Regions from separate parts of the Mus musculus genome. Here all the other regions are linked to region 4. A link is a contact called in public HiChIP or PLAC-seq and promoter capture Hi-C data. All regions are on one chromosome and are shown on one strand. Each heading gives the region's core, a stretch centred on a gene start, on an enhancer-like site or on the middle of the called end of the contact. The rest is flanking DNA. Distances are from core to core; before and after follow the strand shown.

Region 1 (2,700 bases), core at 59-2,558, 800 kb after region 4:
GGTTTAAATCAAAAGGTAGAGGGGCTGAAAGGGTTAATGATCTGGTTTTGTTTTTTGTTTTTTTAAGGTGATAGTTCATTTAACCATGCATCTGAAAATTATGTTTTCCCTTGATACACAGATTAATCAGGCGTGAGCTAGAAGCTGAGGAGGCCAAGGAAACAAAACTAAAAATACCAAACAGTCGTTATGAGTTTGATTTTTTTTTCTTTCTTTTGGATGGGTGCAGCTTTGATAGCAAAATCTGATTATAGTTCATCTAGACTTCGTTGGGTCTGGATGCTCATCAGGGCTTGAAATCAATTTGGCACAGTGCCTTTGTCCCTGTCGGAGGTGAATCACCAGAGAAATTACAAACTAAGTGACTCACCTTCCTGCAGAGTAATGAAAAAGAGGAAGGGAGTTTCATGTAAATCAGAAACTGGTAATTCTCAAGTATCTTGCGAATTCTTAGGGCCGAGTACCGGTTTAAGTTTGAATGCGTTTTTATATTAACCTAAATGCTTCCTCTTCTATGTATGGGGAAGCTGTCAGACTCCTGCTAATCACTCCAGGCCTAAGGGAGTTCCTCACGCCATGTCATTTATAAATAGCACTTTGATACTGTTGAATGTTAAAACCACACCTTTTTTTCCCTGAAAGCGAGTAAAGAAAGTAATCGAAGCTTTCCCTCTAGTTTGCTAGGCTAAGATGCTGCTTTGGATACTGTGTTAGCTGTAATCCACAGGAGGTAGAGTATTTATCTTAACGCCGGCTCTCTAGATAGACCAGAGAGCAGCACCTACTCAGGTTTGATCAGAGTGCTTCATGGTTCTGCAGGGAACAGGGTTCTGGGTACGAGGAGGACCTCACACTCAATTTTCACCACCATTCAAATTATTTCCAGGACACAGTGTGTATAACAACAGCTTTTGTTAAGAAAGAGGTGTCAGAGTGCAAATTCCCCCTGAACTATGAATCTGTCTCCTCTGTGTGTACGTCTTTAAACTCGTACTCCTTGTCAAGGGAGCTGAGCAATATTTTCTGCAGAACCTTTTAGGAGCAGATAGACTACCTATATTCTCTGGATAGCTGAGGTCAGTCTTGTGAGGGATTTTCCCGTGTTTATCCTAAGCACACCTATATAGAGTCCTTTCCTTCCTCAGGCTGGTGATGTGACAGGCTTTCTTGGAAACTAAAATTTTTTTTTTTTTCAGACTAACTTGGTCTCCTGTAGACATTTTTTTTTTTTTTTTTTTTGAGGAACTTACACCACATTTTTTGTACTTTCCTTGCAGGAAATCGATACTTTACCAGGTGGAGATGAATCATTTGTGTTTGAGAGCGGCAGAACTTGGGACGAATCTGTCAGGCGCTCTGTAAACCAGTCACTCCTGACCCATCGCTCTCACCCACCTCCACCCCCTCCTCAGACTCACTGTAGCTATGTCATTCAGGAGGCAAGTGAAGAACTTCGTGAAAAATTACTCAGATGCCGAAAAAAAAGTCAGGGAAGCAACTTCCAATGACCCCTGGGGCCCCTCTAGCTCTCTGATGTTAGCTATCAGTGACATGACTTTCAATGCGGCCTCCCTCTCGGAGATCATGCACATGCTGTGGCAGCGACTCAGCGACCACGGGAAGAACTGGCGCCACGTGTACAAATCCCTCGCCCTGATGGACTACCTCATCAAGAACGGCTCCAGGAAAGTTATTCAGTATTGCAGAGAGGGCGTCTGTAACCTTCAAATGCTAAAGGATTTTCAACACATAGATGAAGCGGGCAAAGACCAAGGTAACAGTTTGTAAAAATTCGACAGTGTGCCTGTAAGGACAGGCGTGTATAGCAGTGTTTTAAATCTTCAACTGGAGCAAGGCGGTTCTCAATTTTTGAGTGCCTTGTGATGTAGCCTAGGCTGTCCTGAGCTTGCCCTCCAGTCCCAACCTCCCTCGCGCTAGGTTGATGTGCACCCTGTTATCACCCTGGGCTTAAAGAGTTGTCCTTAGATGTCCCAGCCACTGTTTTCCTCCGACCGCTGTGGTTCTCATTTCCGTCCTCTGATTGACTGTGGCACTTGGGAGAAGAGTGTGTTTGTTTTCAAAAGAGCACAGAACACACGCAGGTCCTGATCCAGTGACGCCTCACAGAAAAGTAAATACAGCAAATGAAGAGAGGAGACGCTGCCGTTTGTGTGTTGATGTCACTGTAATTCACGAGTATAATTAAGTCGGAATTTAGTCATAAACTAGGGAAGTGTTTCTAGGGACTCTGGAATCTCCGAAGGCTATGGAGATGAGCTCACTTAACTGAAGCACAGAAATTCAGGTCTTAAGATAATTCTGGGTGTAGAAAGGCGATGGCATAGGAAGATGGTATAGAGTATTGAAGTGGATTGGTGCCAAATTTGCAAAGAAAAGAGCCAACATTCCTTTCCTTTGTGTTAGAAATGCAAAGTTATAATTGTGCCTAAAGTGATAGGTTTTAAGTCATAAGAAGAAAATACAGTTCACTCTACTCTCCATGGTTACTGCATTTTAAAATGATAACTTTAAAGAAATGAAAAAATGAGACAAAAATAGTTTCTATGAACCCTTCTCCACCAAAACATCATCTCTCCAGTTTCTAAGATCAGTGAGGTACACTTGCTACAAGTGGCAGCCAGTGTTGACACTACTACTGATGTTCAGTTTAGTTGTATCATAGTTCTGTAGGTTTTGGAA
Region 2 (2,700 bases), core at 175-2,674, 850 kb before region 4:
GGTTCTCAACCTAGGGGTTGGGTGTCGAATATCCTACATATCAGATATTTACACTACGATTCATGACAGTAGCAAGATTACAGTTATAAAGGAGCAATTAAACAATTTTATGGTGGGGGTCACCATGAGGAACTATGTCACAGGGTTGCAGCATCAGGAAGGTTGAGGACCTCTGATTTAGATTAATTTTGCCTCAAGGAATCCCCCTGCTTTGTCCTTAGTGTGTGAAAGGACACTATTTTGTTCTGTTTGCTTTTTGAGACAGGGTCTCAGCACATTGCCCTGGCTGGTCAAAGTTGTGAGCCCAAGTGGTCCTCCTTCTTCAACCTCTCCGCAAGCCTTCAGTACTGCTATGCCATTGCTGGCACCAAGAAGACCTTTTTGTTGTTGTTGGTTTTTTTTTTTTTTTTGTTTTTTTGTTTTTTTTTTTTTTCTCGAGACAGGGTTTCTCTGTATAGCCTTGGCTGTCCTGGAACTCACTTTGTAGACCAGGCTGGCCTCGAACTCAGAAATCCATCTGCCTCTGCCTCCCAAGTGCTGGGATTAAAGGTGAGTGCCACCACTGCCTGGCTCCAAGAAGACCTTTTGACCTTAACCATAGCAACTGAGGCAGGGAGAGGCAATGACTGGCATCAGGGTCATATTCTCCTTAGCAGCTCAGCGGGGGAGTGGTGGAATGGGGCATTGAGCCATGCCTCCTCATTCTTTCCCTAAGCTTGTGAAAGGACCTGGGAGTCCCAGGGAGTGAGAGTTGAGGACAGACAGGGGAGTACAACTGGCCTGGTCCCCAGGACCTGCTCAGCCTTCTATAGCAGAGGCCGCGGAGGGGAGCCGACCACTTGAGGGCTCTGGCCAGACTGTTTCCAGAACTGGGACATCCTAGGACCCCAGCCAAATGTCCAGGTTTTAGAATCAGGGCACATGCTCTGGGGCAGACCAGAGAGGGGTTGATCAAAGCTTGATTCTGCCATTTTTGTGTTGGGGGTCCTTATTGTGCCTTCCTCATTCATGTCAGGACCAGACACAGGAATGGAACATTGGGGCGTGTGTGTGTGTGTGTGTGTGTGTGTGTGTGTGTGTGTGTGTGTGTGTTTGTGAGTCCCTTCCCAGTGAATTCCAGGCTGCTTTGATCTCTATGCCTCTGTCCCCTTACTTAAAAAAGCAGGGAATCGCTCATCCAAGGTTGCCAAGATCCGAATCCCCAGATCTTAAGCTGAGCCCCCTCGAGGGCCCAATTCCGACAACAGTTTGAGGGAGGTCTTGGAGAGGGTCCCTGGTCGGGCGCGCTTGCTGCACTGACCTTACAGAACCCCTCCCTCCCGGCGCAGCGGCCGCGCTCCTCCCCCGGTTCTGCCTCCCTCCCGCCCTCCTCCCCTCGCTCCCTCCCGCCCGCCCGAGCCCGCGCCGAGCCCGCGCCGGAGCCGGAGCCGGAGCCAGAGCGCGGGCACCGCGGAGCGGGCGGCGGGAAGACAGAGGTGTCCGGCGACCCGCCGCCCGGCGCAGTCTCCAAAAGACCCAGGCCCCGCACGCCCTCCCGGGTCAGAGGGAGCTGGGGACTGTGCAGGCGAGCACTCGCCGCCCGCCTCCACCGTGCGCAGTCCGAGGTGAGCCCCGGAGGAAAACGCGCCCACCGGAGATCCAGCCCCGCGTACTCTACACCGAGCTCACTTGTGTCTGGAACCGCAGACGCACCAGGAGGCGTCGGCGGGGAGACTGCGCGGGCAGCTGGGCGACCGAGCGACCGGTCCCGGAGGGCTGGGGGAGCCTGGCAGAGCGGCCACGCGCCGAGCCATGCGCCGGGCGCAATAGCAGAAGGAGCGGGCTGCATGGAGCGCGCTGGGGCGCGGGGACAGCGCTGTGGCCGGCGCTCGCATGGGCTCCCGCTCGCACTCCGACTGGCGCTGCTGCTGGCAGGGTCGCCGTCGGGCCGCGCGGGGGCTCCCGAGGAGCAGGAGATCGCAGGGTCCGGTACCGTGGCACCGGCGGGAGGCGACCGCTGCCGCGGCTATTACGACGTGATGGGCCAGTGGGACCCGCCCTTCAACTGCAGCTCGGGCGTCTACAGCTTCTGCTGCGGCACGTGCGGCTACCGCTTCTGTTGCCACGACGGCCCGCGCCGCCTGGACCAGAGCCGCTGCTCCAACTACGACACACCGGCCTGGGTGCAGACTGGCCGGCCGCCCGCCCGCGCCCGTGACACCGCCGCCCCGCGCGACCCGGCCCGGGAGCGCAGCCACACTGCGGTCTACGCGGTGTGCGGTGTCGCCGCTCTACTCGTGCTGGTCGGCATCGGGGCGCGCCTGGGCCTGGAGAGAGCGCACAGCCCCCGCGCTCGGCGCACGGTGACCAGGTGAGTGCGCCCGCTTGCCTGCCCGCCCGTCCTGTCTTCACTGTCCCTAGCTGGCTCCAAATTTCACTGCAACTGCATCCTTCTGGACCCTCTAAATCTTTGGCCTCTCCGCAGTCCCTTTCTCTTTTTGTTTTGTTTTGTTCTTTTGGACCTCTCTCCCCCGTCTCTGCTTCACAGAGGGAGATAGATACCTGATAGCTCTCTCTCCCCTTGACCTTCCCTGCCTGTACTGGGCTCTGGATCCTCCTTGTGGCTCTAACCTCCTCTGCGGAAGACAAAAAGTCGCTGTCCAAGGAATGAGGCACGGACGATGGTCAGGAAAGCCACTGGACTGGGGCAGTTTTAAGGTG
Region 3 (2,700 bases), core at 67-2,566, 660 kb before region 4:
TGTACAGAGGTGTACACACATACATAAAATAAAAATAAGTAGATTTTTTTAAACAATCAAAAATATGTAAAAAATAAAGTGACAAATATTACCATGGACAGAGTCATTTATTGAAGATTAATAAATTCTCTATCGTGGTTAGTAAAAAAAAAAAAAGGAAAATAGGGTTAGGAATGTTCATAGAGTGAAATAGGATCTAAATAATAACTGTAAAACTCAAAGGGAGAAAAAATATTTTAGATTATCTGAGGAGAAAAGGGAGGGATATCAGACAACATAAAGTGCTCCCAGCAAAAAAAAAAGTACACAGCGAAAATCTTCCACACAGGCCACTTACCACCTGTGTCGGGGCTCTCCTCCTCCTCTTCCTCTTCCTCGCCCTCAGTTTTGTAGTAGGACTCCCACTCTGACATGTTGGTTTGCTCACTAGGTGAGAGAAGTTATGAATTTAAATGAAAAAAAAAAAAAAAAAAAAAACCAAGGCAGGTAGCTCTGTGGTAATGCGCTTTCCTACAGTGTACCCGGACCTATGCCACACACACCAGAAAAAAAAAGAGAGACAGACAGACAGACTTCTGGGTTCTCTTTAGATCTGTTCTAAATGCTCGGGTCACTAATAAAGAATGTGAATGATGGCTCCTGCTTCCTCCAAAGCTCTCCATATCATTGGAGAGGCAAGAGAAATGTGCATGGGGTCATTGCTGCAACAACCTCCCCTTGGCTATCCCTTAAGGATGCTGCAGGACCAAAATGGCTAGGGGTGAGGGCGAGGTATAACATAGCGGCTCAGCACTGAAGGTCCTATCTCGAGCTCCAACTGGACTGGGACGGTACTTGGTGCTCTGGCTGAAACATTCGTCTTCATTTCTCCCCCAACCTTCAGCTAGAGATTGGCTCAACCACCAGTCCTGTTCCGCCTTCTGGGGAGAAAGGAGCATGACCCAGGTCCTGCAGGTCGACAGCGCTGCTCCGTGGTGAGGCCAGGGGTCGCGCGACACTAAGCGTGCAAGCAAGCCACCAAGGCAGGCCTCATCCAACACATGTGGTGCGGCGAACCTACCTTAACCGCAGGCGGGCAAGCCACTGGGACAGCAGAAGGTGGGCACCACGTCCACGCGGGCTCCTTGTCTCTCGCCCAATCAGCGACGTTGCGTCATCACGCACAACACGCCCTTCGACCCTTCAAGCGGGCACGCCCACTCGCATTTCCCGCTTCCACCCCCTGTTCCCTAAACTGGAACGCTTGCGGCCAGAGAAAGCCCCGCCCCTCGCTTGAAGCTCCGCCCCCGAAACCCGTCAGCACCGAACGCACATGCGTGAAAGTGCGTCCCCGCCCCTGCCCCCTGTTCCGTGCGGAGTCTCTGGGATCTCTCTCTCTGTCACCTCACAGTAGTCGTTGCCGGTCGCGGGTGTCCGGGCGCGAGCAGCGCAGGGCCGCCTCTCCCCCGCCCTCAGGCCGGGCCCCGGCTCGGTCCCCCGCTCCCTCTTCTCCCCACCCCGGTCGGGTACCGGAAGGTCCAAGCCGCTGCCGGGTGCCCGAGGGCCATCGTGGCCGCCGCCACGGGTCCTGATGGAGCCGCCAAATCTCTATCCGGTGAAGCTCTACGTGTACGACCTGTCCAAGGGCCTGGCCCGCCGGCTCAGCCCCATCATGCTGGGTGAGGGGACCGGGGTCAGTGGGAAGAAGGCAGGTGGCCGCTGGAAGCGATCCACCGAGGGGGGTGGGGGAAGACGGGCCCATGGGTGGTAGGAAAGATCCACTAGGGCAAGGACAGTGAGGTGGGATTCCCTGAACCCCTGTCCAGCTTCATGATCTAAGCCAAGGAGACACACGCTCCGGCTGAGAGCAAGCTCCTCTTCAGCTAGAGACTGGGGCTAGCCGACTGATCTTGGTGGATTCCCCAAGAAGCCAGGGAACCCTGCTTCTTTAGCTCAAAGTAGAGAAAGTGAGGATACCTCCAGCTCGTGTCCCTGGTGGTGGAAGCAACACTGCAGACGAGATCCTCTGGTGTCCCTCGGAGCGACTGCCCTCCGCGCCAAAAGGAAATTCCCTCTGCAGTCCTTGGAGTGGATGGGAAGAGAGCGCTAGAGCGGTGGAAGGCTTGAGCCCTTGCCGGCTCCAGGTTAGGTCAAGTCAGGTCACCCTGAGCCAGATCTTGGAACTAATTACGTTCTGTCCGACGATGCAATTTTCGCTCAACAGTTAATTGCTTTTGACCAGATGGTAAGAAAGCAGTTCTGGGGGAGGACCGGATGCTGTATCGGTGAGGATATCGGTTGTGCTCAGTTCAAATGGTTTCATGCTGAGAGAGAAAAAGAGCCCTTCAGTGTAGGTCCAACTTCACTTCAAGTCAAATACCAAAATGTCTGTCATATAGGATTTGTCAGGCTTGTCATTTCAGGTAATGGTGGACAGGAATGGATTTCAGGGATTGAAACTGACATAGTTTTGCATCATTCAATAAATAGCTATAGTGTTTCCTGGAGACATTGGAGGAAGGCCTATTTCTTAAGGAACACAAGGGGCAGGGATCAAGGAAGCAAGGCAAGTTTTGAGGACATCCATTTGTGATGTGTCACTGAGTTGAACTTACTAATCCTTTAACCCTGGGGCAGCGAGTGGTTTCTAAATGTGGTTTCCCATCAGAATCATCTAGGATGTTCGTTAAAAACACAAATACCTGACTGAGGCTGTTGCTC
Region 4 (2,700 bases), core at 23-2,522:
AACAGCAATGTGGAAATGTAAACTGAATAAAACCCTTTTCTCCCCAACTTGCTTCTTGGTCATGATGTTTTGTGCAGGAATAGAAACCTTAAGACTATCACAGTGGAAGGGTAAAATACTGACTTTGCTTTTAGATTTACCTTTATGTGCATGAGTGCATTTATGTAAGCAGTCCTGGATTCTTTCAGAGGACAGAAAGCTGTGGCGTCTGTCCCGAGGGACATAGAGGGTTGTGTGATAGCAACTGAAGAGCAAGCGTTCTTAGCTGCTGAGCTATATCTATACAGCCCCAAATTGTCAGTTTAAACAAACTATGCTAGAGGTTTAACTACCGGGCCTCAGAGCCTTGATTCTATATCTCGCAGCGGGTGTTGGGATGGCTGAATGGAGAAACGAAGGTTGGAGATATTGACCCACCCCCTTATCTATGGCTATCAGCTTATCCTGGAGGGTTGCTTTTGTTTTGACGCTGTTTCTATAGTTCTGGCTAGCCAACTCCACTTCTCAGCATCCATGGTACTGGGATTACAGGCTACGTTTTAGGGTTTAGGTCTGTTTTGGCTTTTGTTTTGAGACGAGTCTCAGCCCAGGTTAATCTCAAATTCTCTCTGTAGCTGAGGGTGACTCTGTACTAAATTCTTTTAACAAAATTATTTAGTCGTGTGTGTGTGTGTGTGTGTGTGTGTGTATGTCTTAGTGTGCGCGGAAACCCGAGAAGGTCAGACCCCCTGGAACTATACTTGCTTGGGATACTGGGACCTAAACGAGGATCCTCTGCAAAAGCAGTACTTGTTCTTAACTGAGCCAACTCTTCAGTCCCCAGATCCTCTTTCCACTTCCTGAGTACTGTGTTTACTGGTGTTTATGGTTTGCTGGTAGTCATGCTAAGCAAGCACTAACAACTGAGCCTGCCAACATATATTTTGCAAGGAACTGGGGTGCAGGAGTCATTAAGGACTTTTATGTCCTCCCGTTTTATGGGCTTGACTAACCAATTTAGTGTGCAAGCACACTGACAGACTGAGGGGCTAGGAACCTTTGCAGGGGGTGCTCAGAACACAGATCCTTCCATAGCCACTGAGCATTGCTCCGCCCCTTGACCGATCCGGACCAATCGATGTTCAGGGGCGTTCCTGGGCATTTCACACTCGCCTCCCCGGCTGTTCTCCCCAGCGAACCAGGGCAGTCTGTGACCCGGAAGCAGTCGTTCTGGTGGAGGCGGGGGAGACTTCTGAGAGGTGGGGCTTGAGACGGTCCTTTCACGAACCCGCACACTCTGAGGCGCCTGAGTGAAAAGTGTGGCACCATGGCCTCTGTGCTGTCCTACGAAAGTCTGGTACACGCCGTGGCCGGAGCCGTGGTGAGGAGGGGTTTGGGGCTTCGAAGTAAATCTCGGGATGGGTCGGGGAGAAGGGCACGGGGGAGATGTGGGGACCGAATCTGTCACAACTGGAACGAAAAGGACGGGCATAAATGGAAAGTTGCTGCTACAAGAGGGAGGGCGAGGCCAGGAGCCACCCTCTGCCGCAGTCCCCTCTGGACTTTCCCAGAGACTGTCTGGACTATCAGTCACAAAGGTCCAGAGGGAATAGGGAAGAAGATAATTGCTATTTTCTTTGCCTTCTGAAGTTTAAAAGTTTAAGGCCAACCCTTCCCTTACCCAACTCTCACTGCACACAAACTTCGTCCAAATTGGTCCTGCGGAAAAACTAAGTGTGAAGATGGGGTGCTTGCTGTAAGTCTACTGCCAGCCTGGTGTCACACCTTATCCCAGGCAAGTGGCAATAGCTAATGGAACATTCCTAGTCAGCCTTATTGCCAGGAAAAGATAGGGTGTTTGTTTGTTTATTTTTTAAGTCAAGATCGGTGGTGTTATGTACTACCTGTATAGTTACTGTGAGTTAAGTGCTTTGTTCTTCGATTTAGAGGTATCTAAGTTCCTTCCATTTGACACTTCCCTTTTCCCTGAAACTTCACATTCTTGGCACAGGTAACATTCCTCCTCTGGTTCTTTTCCTCAGACTGTTTCCCATGTTCTTCCCTAACTCCCAGCATGTACCTTTAGCCATGTAGAGTCACCGTGGACCATTCCTATCCATTCAGACAGCTTATGTTCCGGTGAAGAGTAATCTGAGTTTTTTAATTCCAATTCTATCATATGTTTACCAGGTAATCTCAAATCTCACGTTTGTAATCTATGAAGAGGGAAGAAAATATTACACTTTTCTTCTAGACCTTGAGAAGTAGGTGAGGGAATATTACATGGTGTCTTATTCAAAAGAGTCGCGTTCCTTTAAATCAACCAGAAGTGCCTTTTGCTCGTTATGAAAGAACTGGGGTGGAAGTTTGTTGTGACATGTTTTCAGTTGGTCATAGGGACCTGTTTGACTGAAGTGGAAATGCAAATGGGGGGCCAAATGATTCATGACTTTGTGTAGGAAAGGGTCAGTGGTTGCACTTACTGATTGACATTTCAAACCCGATCCTCTCTGCTGCCCTGTGGAGAGTAGAATACGGAAGGCACATCTCTCTCAGGCAAGAGATGGCTGTGACCTATTGGTGGAAGGGGTAAGAGAGCATTTGCCTGGAATGGATTTATAAGAACCACCAGGATTTAATGATAGCTTGGGTGTAGCTTAGGGTTGCTTGTGTCTGACAAATTTTTGACTCAAGGAACATGAATGGTCTTCCTCCCAAGTG
Region 5 (2,700 bases), core at 160-2,659, 690 kb before region 4:
CACCCAAGTGCTGGGATCAAAGGCATGCGCCACCATTGCCCTGATCAATATTCTTAAAAAGTGTCTCTTATGTGTGATTGTTTGCCTGCATGCAAGTCTGTGCATCACAGTGCCCATGGATGCTAGAAGAGGCAGTTGAATCTTTCTGTAACTGGAGTCACAAGTGTTGTCAGTTGCCATGTGGGTGTTGGGAATTGAACCCATATCCTATAGAAGAGCAGCCAGTGTGCTGAACCAGGGAGGCATCTCGCCAGTCTCTAGAAATGTTCCCTCCTGTTGGCAGTTTGAATCCATGTGGTTGCCTGACCCCCAATGCTAAAAATCTCAAGGTCCGGTTTTAGCTTTGCCACTGTTTGATTCCTGACAGTGGGCAGGCTTCCCTTCTTTACACTTTGTTCTCATCTGTAAAAATGAGGAACTATTTTGTAAGGCTCTTAAAGGTCCTCCCAGTTCTCAGCTCTACAGTTGTGACACAATGAGCTGAAATTGGCTCTAATGGTGGGGTCTGGGCTAGATCCAAATAGCCCCAAGATGTGTTTGGCATCATGTTGGAAAAGACTGAGAAGCCACGAGGATCACGGAAGAGCTCATGGGAGGGAGCGCTAGACTTGAGTTTATCCTTTCATAACGAAGTTTTGGTGCATCACTAAGAAAGGGGCAAGATGCTCAGAAGAAGGAAGCAGGTGTCCTACATAATTACTCCAAACACAACCTCCCTGTCATTCACTAACTAGCCCCCTAGTCCAATGGCTCTTGACCTACCCATTGCTGCAGCTCTTTAATACAGTTCATGTTGTGGTGACCCCCAACCATAAAATTACTTTCGTTGCTACTTCATAACTGTAATCTTGCTACTGTTATGAATCGTGTCTTCCGATGGTCTTCGGCGGCCCCTGGGAAAGGGTCTTTTGACACACACTCCCCAAGAGACTCACAACCACTGCATTATTCCAGCTAATTGTAGAAATCAACCTCCGCCTGAGAGGATGGTTTTGAAAAGGGTACACTATGTACTCAGAAAAAAAAAAAAAAAAAAAAAAAAAAAAAAAGCCTGGCGTGGTGGCGCATGCCTTTAATCCCTGCACTTGGGAGGCAGAGGCAGGTGGATTTCTGAGTTCGAGGGCAGCCTGGTCTACAAAGCGAGTTCCAGGACAGCCAGGGCTGCACAGAGAAACCCTGTCTCGAAAAAAAAAAAAAAGCCTGGTTATGAAATGGCAACCCTCACAACCCGTTGTACTAGTGTGCCACTTCCCGAGTGGTTTATTCACAATCTTTTGCCGATCCTAACTAGAACGCTAATAAAATCTGAAAAAACGCATCTCCCACATCCAAAGATGACTTCAGCACTCTCTTCTTCCGGGAAGGGGGCGGGACGCCGTCATTGCGCGCGCTCTGTGGCGTCACTTCCGCTTCCTGCCGCTTCTGAAGTGATTTCCGCTCCTTTTTCCTGCGCGGCGTTTCAGTCCCTCTTGAGTTGGGCTGTCGTCGAGTCGCGGCGAGACCGGCGCACCGCAGCCATGGTGAGTGAGCGCGGCGGGCCGCAAGCACGGGGAGCGCGGGCCGCGGGCCCTGTTCGCTGCGTCTTGGGGGAGGTGGAGCGCGTGCGACATGTCGCCCGCCCCGAGATGGCCGACCTCCAGGCCCGGGGCTGGAACTCCGGCGGCCCGCGAGGTCGTTCCTGGGGCGGCGGAGTGGAGATCCCGGGCAGCTGAGGTCCCAGGTCGCTGCGGCCCGGTGGGCTTTGCAGCCGTGGGCGTGCCCAGAGGCCGCGGCGAGGGGACAGGCATGGCGCAGCGTGGGAAAATGAGCGCCCCACGTGGGATGGTGAACGCGTGTGGAAGCCCGTCTGTTCTCCTTCTCGTTTTCTTTCTCTTTTCTTTTTAAACACTGGGGGATGAGGTGAAATCCCGGGATGCGAGGCACTCACTACCCACGTCTTCTCCACTCCCGGGGTTGAGGAAGGGGATCGCCGTGGGGTCCGCAGCCAGGGTCTGTCGGGAACTAAGACTTAGGGAATTCGGGGGCGCTTTTTGGTTTAGTTTGTTTTTAGGGGCTCATGGAGCCCTGGTTGGCCTTGGAACTCTGTAAACTAAGCTGGCCTTGAGCTCTCAAGAGATCTGCCTCACCAGTGCTGGGATTAAAGGCGCGTACCATCGCGCCCTCCGGACTAGGTAACCACCACCACCCCACCCTCGCCTCCTTTTTTAAATTTGGGGTCACATGGAATGTGAAGGAAGCTCAGGAAAGGCTCCCACCATGAGAGCGACCGACGCCTTCAGAAATCCGTGGTCCTGGTAGCCCCACGTGGGATGATAGCGTTTGAGCGTCTCCACTTTGTGATGGTGTACAGGGCTCCGTTTGGCTGAGCCCTTTCAGGCCTGGTGCGATTTCATCCAGCCCTTGGGTGGTCGGCTTTGTTTTCGTGCTCCCACCCCTGAGGTTTAGCAACTACTGACCGAGTCTAGAGTTTGAGAGAGAGAGAGTGGCTGAGCCAGTGTTGAACCAGGGAAGAGTTTTGAAGTGCGGTGCTCTTGGTGAACTCTGCAGCAGTTTGTCTAGGCTGGGAAGTGGGGACAACGGGTCGCTTGTAGCAGGCGGAGTACAAACATGCATCGCTTAAGGACGGGCGAGTTCTGGCTTTGGACATGAGATCTCCCTGCCTTGGCCGGCCTCCAGAATGCTGGGCTTACAGGTGTGTGC

What was found. Promoter capture Hi-C pulls out the DNA fragments that hold promoters and counts their contacts. HiChIP or PLAC-seq counts read pairs in DNA pulled down with a chosen protein or histone mark.
Region 1: an HNF4G HiChIP or PLAC-seq map of pancreatic cancer cells shows a contact between it and region 4. The contact joins the promoter of Enthd1 here to the promoter of Slc25a17 in region 4. A contact is called at or near these places in 1 of 39 promoter capture datasets (pre-B cells) and 1 of 115 datasets of contacts at active chromatin or transcription factors (pancreatic cancer cells).
Region 2: a contact with region 4 is called in an H3K27ac HiChIP or PLAC-seq map of microglia, with 4 times the contacts expected there. The contact joins the promoter of Shisa8 here to the promoter of Slc25a17 in region 4.
Region 3: a promoter capture Hi-C map of erythroid cells shows a contact between it and region 4, with 4 times the contacts expected there. The contact joins the promoter of Desi1 here to the promoter of Slc25a17 in region 4. A contact is called at or near these places in 1 of 39 promoter capture datasets (erythroid cells) and 3 of 9 other capture datasets (adipose tissue, liver and pancreatic islet).
Region 5: a contact with region 4 is called in a promoter capture Hi-C map of fetal liver, with 4 times the contacts expected there. The contact joins the promoter of Snu13 here to the promoter of Slc25a17 in region 4. A contact is called at or near these places in 5 of 39 promoter capture datasets (embryonic stem cells, fetal liver, hippocampal neurons and 1 more) and 1 of 115 datasets of contacts at active chromatin or transcription factors (microglia).

What each region holds. Positions count from the first base shown.
Region 1 is chr15:80,559,078-80,561,777 of GRCm38.p6, reverse strand. It overlaps Enthd1 (ENTH domain containing 1), which reads left to right and starts at 1,308. Exons shown (of 6, transcript NM_001163189.1): 1 at 1,308-1,774. The coding sequence starts at 1,426.
Region 2 is chr15:82,211,539-82,214,238 of GRCm38.p6, reverse strand. It overlaps Shisa8 (shisa family member 8), which reads left to right and starts at 1,424. Exons shown (of 4, transcript NM_001207021.1): 1 at 1,424-2,350. The coding sequence starts at 1,827.
Region 3 is chr15:82,014,836-82,017,535 of GRCm38.p6, reverse strand. Desi1 (desumoylating isopeptidase 1) reads left to right here and starts at 1,316. Exons shown (of 6, transcript NM_134095.3): 1 at 1,316-1,658. The coding sequence starts at 1,571. It overlaps Xrcc6 (X-ray repair complementing defective repair in Chinese hamster cells 6), which reads right to left and starts at 1,167. Exons shown (of 13, transcript NM_010247.2): 1 at 1,061-1,167; 2 at 338-426. The coding sequence starts at 413.
Region 4 is chr15:81,359,337-81,362,036 of GRCm38.p6, reverse strand. It overlaps Slc25a17 (solute carrier family 25 (mitochondrial carrier, peroxisomal membrane protein), member 17), which reads left to right and starts at 1,272. Exons shown (of 9, transcript NM_011399.3): 1 at 1,272-1,360. The coding sequence starts at 1,307.
Region 5 is chr15:82,046,307-82,049,006 of GRCm38.p6, reverse strand. It overlaps Snu13 (SNU13 homolog, small nuclear ribonucleoprotein (U4/U6.U5)), which reads left to right and starts at 1,409. Exons shown (of 3, transcript NM_011482.4): 1 at 1,409-1,520. The coding sequence starts at 1,518.